Linked DNA regions of Zea mays: region 1 is linked to region 2. The links are chromatin contacts, called in public Hi-C maps. All regions are on one chromosome and are shown on one strand. Each heading gives the region's core, a stretch centred on a gene start, on an enhancer-like site or on the middle of the called end of the contact. The rest is flanking DNA. Distances are from core to core; before and after follow the strand shown.

Region 1 (4,989 bases), core at 2,015-4,514, 140 kb after region 2:
CCTGACGCCCTGCATGTTGTAGCCTGTACATGTTCACCTGACAACGATTTATTGCATCCCAGTTAATCAAGGTGAATAATAAATTGTATCCTGCCATGTTTACGCTACACCTGGGACACATACAACAGAACAGAACAGAACAGTTGGCGGCAATCACACAACACAGTGTAGATCTCACCATTGTTGGTTTGCTGCTGCCATTCTTCTGCACTGTACGGTTTCTTTTACTACTGCTGAAGTATCACTACAGGGATAGAACTGAGAACCCATGTATGGTACGTATGGTTGATATATGTGCGCGCCAGTCATGCATGCTCGCTCATACAGGTGCGCGTTAGTGTCCCCCCCCAGAATTCCATACCCCAGAACAGTGCTGTGTTTTGGTGGAGGGAGGAAGGGGGCAGCTTCGGTGACGCCGAAAGGCTACACCGCTACGACTGGCCCTTTGCCCCTCGTTCCCAGAGCTGCTCAGCTTCAGCTTCACAGCTCCAGAAGTGCCGGCGCGCGTGCCGCTTCCTCCGCATTGGGCGATGCCCAGCTGGCTGGCAGTTGGAGCTGCGGACGGACGCGGCCGCCGGCGCAGCCGCGCTGGTGCAGGGTGTTGAGATCCTCAAGCCGGAAGGCCGGAACCGGAAGTTGTCCGGAACCGGTCTCGGTGCAAGTGACAGGCGAGCTGCTGCACCGCAGCACCGTCGTCGTCGATACGCGCGCATGAATGCTCGGCGTTGTGTTGCCCGGCGTGGCGTCAGAAACGGATCGGCGATGGAGATGGAGTTGCAGTTGCTCGGAGGGTGCAATGCAAGCACAAACAAAGCACAGCACAAGACGAAGCAAGCAACACATGACACATGCATAGTGGCATACGGGTGCGACCGCTAGTTTGTCTTGTCCTACTCACTGCCCTGCCAGAGAGAGAGTGAGTGATGACTGATGAGGGGGCTGAAGACCGGCCAGGGGGTGCTCCTGCTGGCTGCTCTGCTACAACAGGCGCAGAGGGATCTCAACGCCTGCGACAAAATGTACAGGGCTCAGAGATAGGCCGCGCGCGGAGAGGCTGTAGCCCCCCCTCTCGCTCGGCCCTCGCTCCGCTGCATGCTGCCGGCCGGCGTTATGGTGGATGGGCGTCAATCCAGGCGTAATCCAAGAAGGTCCGTGGGACAGGGACTCGCGCCTCAGGTTTTCCCAGCCGATGGAAGCCCGACGCTGCCCGCCCGGCCGCTGGCGCCTGTGAACGTCACCACGCCACCGCCAGGGAGCGCCAGCAAATCAGCACACCACCGTACCGCGCGCACCCCCAGGCCCCAGCGCAGGCCATAGACCCATATCTATACCTACCTGCCTGCCGCAGAATCTAATGCATGCAACGAAGCACGGCATCGCAATCGATCGGCGCAAGTTGGCGACGCAGATCAAACTGTTTGCTGATGCTGGGATCTGTTGAATGGCTAGTACTATGGTCACTCGCACGACATGAATTCACAACGAACAGTTAATGTTATCTATCCATCATTTTTATGTGTATGATGATTCAGAAGAGATCATCGATCCACCTCAATTACAGTACAGTAATTGATGATGAGTAGTGCTTGGCAATGCCGTCGACAGTATGTGCTGCTAGCTAGGGTGTCCTCCTATCCTATACGTAGTTCTTCAGGCCGGCCCCGGGTTTTACGAAGTGCGGCGTTGTCGCAGGAGACACGCATGGCATGGGAGAGCCCGTCCGGACCGGGCCGGGGCCCGACCCCCCTCAATATAGGAGCATGCAATGCAATAGGGCGGTCGGGTCGGAGACAGACACCGATGCGCTGCCACCCTGCCCTGCCGCTAGTACGTAGTATAGGGCGTACCATGTGTTGTATTTGCATGCATGTCGCCCGGCGGCCGGGGACCGAACATATACGAGGTTGCCGAGACACACACAGGCAGCCTCCGACAAACGCCTCTGGCGGCGCCCAAGCCACCGTAGCCGCGTGCCGCTCACGCGACCGCCATGCCGCATGCACCCCCATCTCTGCATGCCATTGCCATCTCACCCCCTCCCTGCATGGCTGCATGGCTGCCGCCGCCGTGCGCGTCCACGCCTAGCTAGCCGCTACAGTTCCGGCCACTATTGATGCTAGTAGGCTATGTTCCAGACTTCCAGGGCTCCTGCCCATCCAGTGACGCAAAGCTAGCTAGCTACATTCCATTCGAATTTCCATGCAGTTCAAAGCCACAAAACAAATGACGCCTCAATCTACACGATGTGCTGCCTTATATACTCCGTATCGTATACAAAAAATTAAAGGAAAATGGCACCTCTGCATGCTACGATCATACTAAGAATTAGAAAAAGAGACAGAGTAAATATAATCCAAAGGCGTGGTTGCATCAATGTGAACTATCTAACAACCCTGCCTAGTTGTTCACTCGCTAACCTACAGTACATGTGCATATGCTTTGTTCACCTAGCTCAGCACATAGCGCCAATGTGCTGAACGCAAGACTACAAAAACTACCGGTGCGGATCGAGCAAATAAAACTTGACAGTCCACACAGCCGAGCCGACAGCCCAGTAGATAGCTTCCTCTCCGCCCATGTCGTGGCGTGGTTGCAGCTTTCTCAACGTACTAGCTTTAGCTACAGCGCGCTTAACAGAGCGGTAAAACACACGCTCTGATCACCTAGCTCAGCACCTGCCTGCCCCTTCCCAAGTGTCCAGCTCTCCATGGCGTGGCATGCATGTCACCGTGCGCAGGCGGTGGATCTCGGATCGGAGCGGCCGAGACGAGGTCGAGCGCGCGATCGAGCTCTCTGGCGGCGACTCACTCACTCACTCCATTGTCACTTTGGACACACGGCGGGTCCGCGTCGTCGTCCAACCCGAAAACGATAGCGCCGCCAGAAATGGCGCGGCAAGACTTTGCCCGATATAGCTACTGTTTGCCGGCCACTTCGGACGGAGCAGCCGCCGGCAGGCCACAGTGCAAAAAACGATACGCATCGCATGCAGCCCCCGGGCTCATCAGCAGGTCATCTGGCCTGGCCGCCTGGCCTGGCCACTCGTCCAATTTTTTTTGTTGGCATGCACAACTGTGGCTGTGCGAATGCCGCTCGCCTGCAGCTGCTTGCATGCATGATGCGCGCACAGCTGCATCTGCATCTGCATCCATCACAAGCGTGAGCGCGCGCACGCACTGGGCGCAGTGCCGATGCCACCCAGCACCAGCAGCTCGCTTGCTGCTGCTCCTCCTGCCGTCCTGCGCGGTGCCCCCTGCCATGCTGCGAGGGACGGGGGGCCACTTCGGTCTGGCCCACCGGTACCCACTTCAGTTGTGTCATCGACCTCGCCTAGTCTTCTCAACCTGTCTGCGGAAAAGCAACCGCTAGCGCCTGGCCAAAAGATATCATAATCAATTAATGGACCGGATCTTTTCTGCTCCCAGAACGGCCCAAATGATTACGCATAATCCGGATGACTGTTTTGCTTTGGGAATTACCGACAGCCGATGCGCAGCGCAGCCGCAGACAGCAGGTTCCTTCTTTCTTTCGCCCGGAAAACAAAAATCAATGTTCAGAGACGGAACTTTATATAACCGCACTATATCATTGATGTCTCCACTTTACTTCCAGTGAAGCGAGTGAAAAAAGACGCCTCGACATTTTATGTGATGTGTTATAGTGAGGCATGCAACATAAGGTATCATACTTTCTCCGATACTCCGAAAGAAGGATGGAACCATAAATTTAAGATATCACATTATTTTATGTGATGTGTTATATAGTGATTCAAAAAAAAAGAATGCAATCAGCACACAAATTTTATTAGATTGATTGTAAATTATTTTTATAATAAATTGATTGAAAGCATAAATGTAAATATATGACTAAAAAGTTGGTTAGATGTAAATGATTTTAATTGAAACACAACCTATATGTTGGGATATGGACGATATCTGGGCATACCGGTCAGCGAGCACACGGACGAACCCCGCGACATCGAGCCTGGGGTCGGGCGTGGTGGAACCGGACACGGGGCCGAACGAGCCAAAGTCAAACCACTCTAGGCCCAAGACTGACCCATCATAAATGTTCGGCCGCATTTACTGTGTCTAGCGCCGAGCCACAGTGGAGGCTCTGGTCTGCCTCCCACTCATGACCTATGAACCCCTCAGGCCTAGAGCACTCATGACCTACGAGCCCTTGGACTGCAACACATTTATGGCTCGTGCATCCCCTGCTAGCGGCACACTCATATCCTATCGGGAGTAGGCCTGAGTGCGCAGGGCGCTAGCTGGACGCAACATGACGAAACGCACTGAGCCCCAGGCTATGACGGCCAGGGGTCGACATAACCCTAATGATGATGCTCGGGTCCCACGATGCCCGCACCGTCCACAATAAAGAATACGAGACAACCATGTGACCGCAAGCACGCGTGACTTTACCCTGTGGTAGGACGCTTTGTTTTGTCCATTACTAGGTGGCTCCTTCCTAAGGAAGCCACCGCTGGCTGACCCCCTCCTTAGCCTATAAAGGGAGGAGGTCGGCCGTCGGACATGAGAGAGTTCTCTGGGACAGAGGACGCACGCAAAGATCCCAGATGAGACGACACCCATAAGGACTAACGAACAGGAGGAGGACCTAGAGGCCAGAGCCCCACCGCCAAGCTAAGACTTAGCTAGGACTCCACTTTGTAACCACCTCCACCAAGAATAATACACTTGAGAGCCTCTCCTCGCTATCTTGCCTGCTTGTAACTCATACTACGAGCTTTGATCATCAATGGTGTCGGTAGCGCAAGCTGCCGATGACTGGATTTAGTGATGTTTTGCCCGAACGGGTATAAATCTTGCGCCCACCTTCCGGAGTCAAGAACACACACAATAAATTTACTTGTCGGTGCGAGGTTCGAAACACCGACAGCTGGCACACCAAGTAGGGGACTTGCTCGTTCCCGACGAAGCTTTTCAAGCTCCAGATGGCCAACCGTGAAGCCAATCATCTTCC
Region 2 (5,360 bases), core at 1,084-3,583:
TGTGCCACCCGCCAGGGTGAGGCTGACAGCAGCCGAGTCCAGCCTCAGGCGCCATAGGAAGCTCCGTCTCGCCCGACCCCGGGGCACGGCCCCCGCCTCGACCTCGGAAGACGGTCTCCGCCTCGCCTGACCCCAGGGCTCGGACTCAGCCTCGACCTCGGAAGACGGTCTCCGCCTCGCCCGACCCCAGGGCTCGGACTCAACCTCGACCTCGAAAGACGGTCTCCGCCTCGCCCGACCCCAGGGTTCGGACTCAGCCTCGACCTCAGAGGAGTCACCACCTCGCCCGACCTTGGGCTCGGACCGACCATGTTACAGGGGGGCACATCATTACCCTACCCCTAGCTAGCTCAGGCTACGTGGAACAAGACCGGCGTCCCATCTGGCTTGCCCCGGTAAACAAGTAATGATGGCACCCCGCGTGCTCCCATGACGACGGCGGTTCTCAACCCCCTACAGAAGCAAGGAGACGTCAGCAAGGACCCGACAGCCTCGACTGCTGTGCTTCTACAGGGCTCAAGCGCTCCTCCGACGGCCACGACATCACATGAACAGGGCACTAACACCTCTCCGACAGCCACGTCAGCATGTACATAGGGCTCTGGCTCCTCTCCGCCGGACACGTTAGCACATTGCTACATCCCCCATTGTACACCTGGACCCTCTCCTTACATCTATAAAAGGAAGGTCCAGGGCCCTCGTACGAGAAGGTGGCCGCGTGGGAGGACGGGCTGACGAACAGACTCTCTCTCTCCCTCGCGGACGCTTGTAACCCCCTACTGCAAGCGCATCCACCCTGGGCGCAGGATAACACGAGCCGCGGTTCCCTTTCCCCCCCTTGTGTTCCATCTCGCGCCGACCCATCTGAGCTGGGACATGCAACGACAATTTACTCGTCGGTCCAGGGACCCCCTGGGGTCGAAACGTCGACACAAAGGTTCAACACAAACCAATAAAAAGTCCAAGAAAGGGTTCAACTAAAAAGAGCAAAAGACAACCCAAAGGCAGCCCTGGTCTGGCACACCGGACAGTGTCCGGTGCACCAGGGAGTTCCACTCCAAACTTGCCACCTTCGGGAATTCGGGGAGGCCGCTCCGCTATAATTCACCGGACTGTCCGGTGTAGCACCGGACTGTCCGGTGTGCCAGCGGAGTAACGGCTATACAGCGCCAACGGTCGTTTGCAGAGGAACAGTGAAACGCTACAGTGCGCGCCTGTGCGCGCAGACGTCAGAGCAGGCGCAGAAGGCGCACCGGACAGTGAATAGTGACTGTCCGGTGCACCACCGGACTGTCCGGTGGCACCGTTGTCAGAAGCTCCAACGGTCGGAACCCAACGGCCTGGTAACGTGGCTGGCGCACCTGACAGTGTCCGGTGGCGCACCAAACTGTCCGGTGCGCCATACGACAGAAGCCTTCACCAACGGTCATTTTGGTGGTTGGGGCTATAAATACCCCCCAACCACCACACTTCAAGGCATCCAAGTTTTCAGCCATCAAACCTCATACAAGAGCTCTAGACTTCATTCCAAGACACAAACAAAGAGATCAAATCCTCTTTTAAGTCCGGAATCACTCCAAACAAATTAGTGACTAGAAAGAGACTTTTGTGTTCTTTTGAGCTCTTGCGCTTGGATCGCTTTTTTCTTCCTCTATTCTTGTGTTCAACTCACTTGTAATCAAAACAAGAGACACCAAGTTGTGGTGGTCCTTGTAGTGGACTAAGTGTCCCATTTGATTGAAGAGAAAGACTCACTCGGTCTAAGTGACCGTTTGAGAGAGGGAAAAGGGTTGAAAGAGACCCGGTCTTTGTGACCACCTCAACAGGAAGTAGGTTTGCAAGAACCGAACCTCGGTAAAACAAATCACCGTGTTCATCCGCTTTATTTCTTTGTTGATTTGTTTTCCCTCTCTTTCGGACTCGAAGTTAATTCTAACGCTAACCCCGGCTTGTAGTGTGTGCTTAAGTTTGTAAATTTCAGATTTATCTATTCACCCCCTCTAGGCGACTTTCAACGGCGTCGGTGACCAGTCAACGAAGGAGGAGGAAAAGGTCGGCTAGAGGGTAGGTGAGATTTGCGCTGGGGCGGGGGGAGCAAATCGTGTGCGAGGAGGACGACGCGCTTGCAGGCTGTCGCGGGCGGGGTAGGGTAGGCGTGATCTGCGGAGGTAGAGGCATGGCGTAGCCTATGGACACCCTCCTTACATCCTTATAGAGTACATCCTTATATAGTAGTATAGATATAGATTAGTTTTATAATTAAATTATATTTAATTTTTTTAATTAACATGACAGTGGTTACTAAAGTACTTGATTTGATTCAGTGAATTTTCGGAAAAGACCTCCGGGTTTGTTATTTTCACTCAAACCCCAGCATCTCCTCCCAGCCGGCAGCACCTAACCCGTCACGAGCGCACCGCCGCACGTTCCGGATTCCCCACCGCCGCCGGGATCCCGACCGGATCCCTAATTCCAAGGGGTAAACGATGAGGCCGCACGCGGTGGGGACGGGCGGCGGTGGCGTGGGGAGGCGGAAGGCGGGGGCCGCCGCTGCTGCCGCAAGCCGGGAGTGGATGGTGGTGCCGGCGTCGGGTCCGGCTCGGGTGGAGGAAGCCGGGAAGCACGCGGTGATGGCGCGTACAGGGCTTCCCGCGCGCGATCTCAGGGTACTCGACCCGTTACTCTCGTACCCGTCCACGATCCTGGGCCGCGAGCGCGCCATCGTCGTCAACCTGGAGCGCGTCAAAGCCCTGATCACAGCCACAGAGGTGCTGCTTCCAAACACCAAGGATCCCGCCTTTGCGCGCTTCGTCCGCGACCTCCAGACCCGTGTCCTCGCATCTTCGTCTGACCAGGTAATGTTTTCTACTACTTCGTTATTAATGGTCTGGTATTTCTTTTCAGTCTTAGGAATGCTCCCTTAGTCCCAAAAGGAATGTAATTCTTGTTTTAAACCCAGCCAATTTCTTAAGTATATAGAGAATGGTATCGACATTTTAATCTCAAAAAAGGTTTGCTATACAAAAATATATTCTATAATTACTTTATTGATACAGTACTTATTTGGTACTAGAAATGTTAGCATTTTTTTATAAACCTGGTCAAACCTAAAATTCTTTGGCTTCTTAAAGGAGATTTCTCAGATTTGCGTTCTGGCACAGAGGGAGTACTCTCTCCGTTTCAACTTAGATTTAGTTTTGATCAAAGTCTAACGTTTCTAACTCTGACCAAATAATATTAAATAAATGCACTATCAAGATAAATTTCATGGTGTATCTAATTAAACTTGTTAGATGTTGTAGGTGTTTCTGCATTTTTCGATAAACTTGGTCAAAGGTAGAGAAGTCTGATTTGGGATAAAGTTAAGACAGACTTAAAATTTGGTAAGGGAGTAGGAATTATGGTATGAAATTTCTTAGTATGTGTGCAGGGCACTGTACTGGACAGTCTTGTTTTGAAGTTTGGTCACATTACCCGGATTATGCAATGGGTGGATATAATTTTTCAAAGTGGACAAAGCCATATGTTCGAAGATAAAAACATCGTGATAATAATATTTCTATGTTTTGATCACTCAATGCTATTTTAAGATATTGCAATAAGGGGATGTATCATGGGAGGAGTTTATACAATTGGGGGATGGCTTCCCATAGTTGACTAAAATGGTGATATTTAGGCATAAGGATAAAAGTATTTTATCGGATTGCTATATTTTGACCACTACAAGTGTTATAAGATATGTTGATTGAGGATATATCACTAAATCGTTTCCCCCTTTATCTATTAGGCAGCTGAGTTCACTGACATGGAAGGTGAATCATCTAATGTTGCTTCACCATTTCCCCTACCAAGTGCATCCAAAGGACATGAAATGGAGATGACTAAGAAGACTACTGCTGTTGTGCCTGAGATGACTAGTAGCAGCAGTATGCCCAATTTAGCTATTGCAAAAGATGGAAACACCAACGTTTTGCCTTTCGAATTTCGAGCTCTTGAAGTGTGCCTTGAGTCAGCCTGCAGATCTTTGGAAGATGAAGTATGTGCTTGCATCTGAAATTGTTTGTCTGGCTATATCCTGGCTATCTAGCTGCAATTGAATTTATATCTCTAACAAGCTGCATTCAATGCTTTAGCTTGCTTTCATTCATTATATAGGGTGTTTAGGAACTACATCATTGTTGTTCTTAGGCCCCGTCAGGTTTGAGGGACTAAAAGATCAGTCCCTTCATTTTAGTCTCTAAATTGCCAAACGGTGGGACTAAAACAAGGACTAAATTGCTTTAGTCTCTAGCCCCTCAAGGGGTGAGTAAAAAGGACTAAAAGTTGGAGAATGAAACCCTAACCCTAACTCAGGGTTGGGACTTGTATTAATAGACTCAGGTTATTGAGTCTGGCCCATTACACAGGGGTATAACCGTAATTACAAGGGGCTAACCCCCAAACCCTAAACGGGTACTCTAACACCCCCTTCAGTCTCAACTCTATCCTGTACAGATATTGAGATTGGATCGAAAATTGGCGAATACACTGGACGGTAGCCCCTTGGTGAAGATGTTGGCGTACTGCAGCGTGGTGGGGATGCTGAGAACTCATATGTCACTGGCAGCGACACGTTCGCGGATGAAGTGCAGGTCGATCTCCACGTGGTTCGTGTGCTGATGACACATGGGATTGGTAGAGAAGTAGACCGCGCTGGCGTTGTCGCACTAGACGAGGGTGGCGTGCTGAAGGGGGTTGTGGAGCTTCTGAAGAAGTTGGCGTAGCCAGGAGGCATCTGCCACGTTGTTTGCAACAGCTAGGGATGGCAACGGGTAGAATATCCGCGGATACTGTCTCTGGACATCCATATCCGCGACTTATATCCGATATCCGAACCCGTACCCATTACCCGCCATGGATAACAAACAGTATCCACATCCGTTACCCGCGGGTAACGGATATCCGCGGATATATCCGTTTGCCCACTATACATACAAAATATTTAAATCCAGCAAATTCAAACAATCAACAAGTCGTTGCATCTGGAATAATCTGTACTTGCATTTGGGTGAGAAAAACAATCAACAAGTCATTGCATCTAGAATAACATGTACTTTACACCGGGACAGCCGCACAGGAGCCGGGGACTGAGGGAAGGTAGCACGCGCATGGACTGAGGGGAGCAGGCCGCAGGCGCGCTGCGCGCAGGCGGCCAGGCATGCAGGGAGTCAGTGATGCAGGGAGCCAGGGACTGAGGACGAGCTGCGCAGGGAGTCAGCGATGCAGGGACTGAGGACGAGCTGGAGATCTGCGCTCTATGCCCGGGAGCCGCGCAGGGAGCCTGGGACACGGACCGGTAGGGGGCAGCGGCTGCGGGAGTC

The links. A called contact is a pair of places that touch in the nucleus more often than the background predicts.
Region 1: a Hi-C map of tassel shows a contact between it and region 2, with 1.9 times the contacts expected there. The contact joins the enhancer-like site here to the promoter of LOC103650867 in region 2. A contact is called at or near these places in 3 of 25 Hi-C or Micro-C datasets (endosperm, leaf and tassel).

The regions. Positions count from the first base shown.
Region 1 is chr3:169,705,782-169,710,770 of Zm-B73-REFERENCE-NAM-5.0, forward strand. It overlaps the pseudogene LOC100279018. Among protein-coding and RNA genes, the nearest start is that of LOC100191305, 45 kb to the left of the region's middle. Within about 2 kb of position 3,265, at least 11 of the 20 cell types and tissues checked have an H3K27ac peak or open chromatin away from gene starts, as enhancers often do. A contact at or near this core is called in endosperm and tassel, where this site is marked.
Region 2 is chr3:169,568,330-169,573,689 of Zm-B73-REFERENCE-NAM-5.0, forward strand. LOC103650867 (magnesium transporter MRS2-F) reads left to right here and starts at 2,334. Exons shown (of 6, transcript XM_008676457.4): 1 at 2,334-2,855; 2 at 3,788-4,036. The coding sequence starts at 2,487.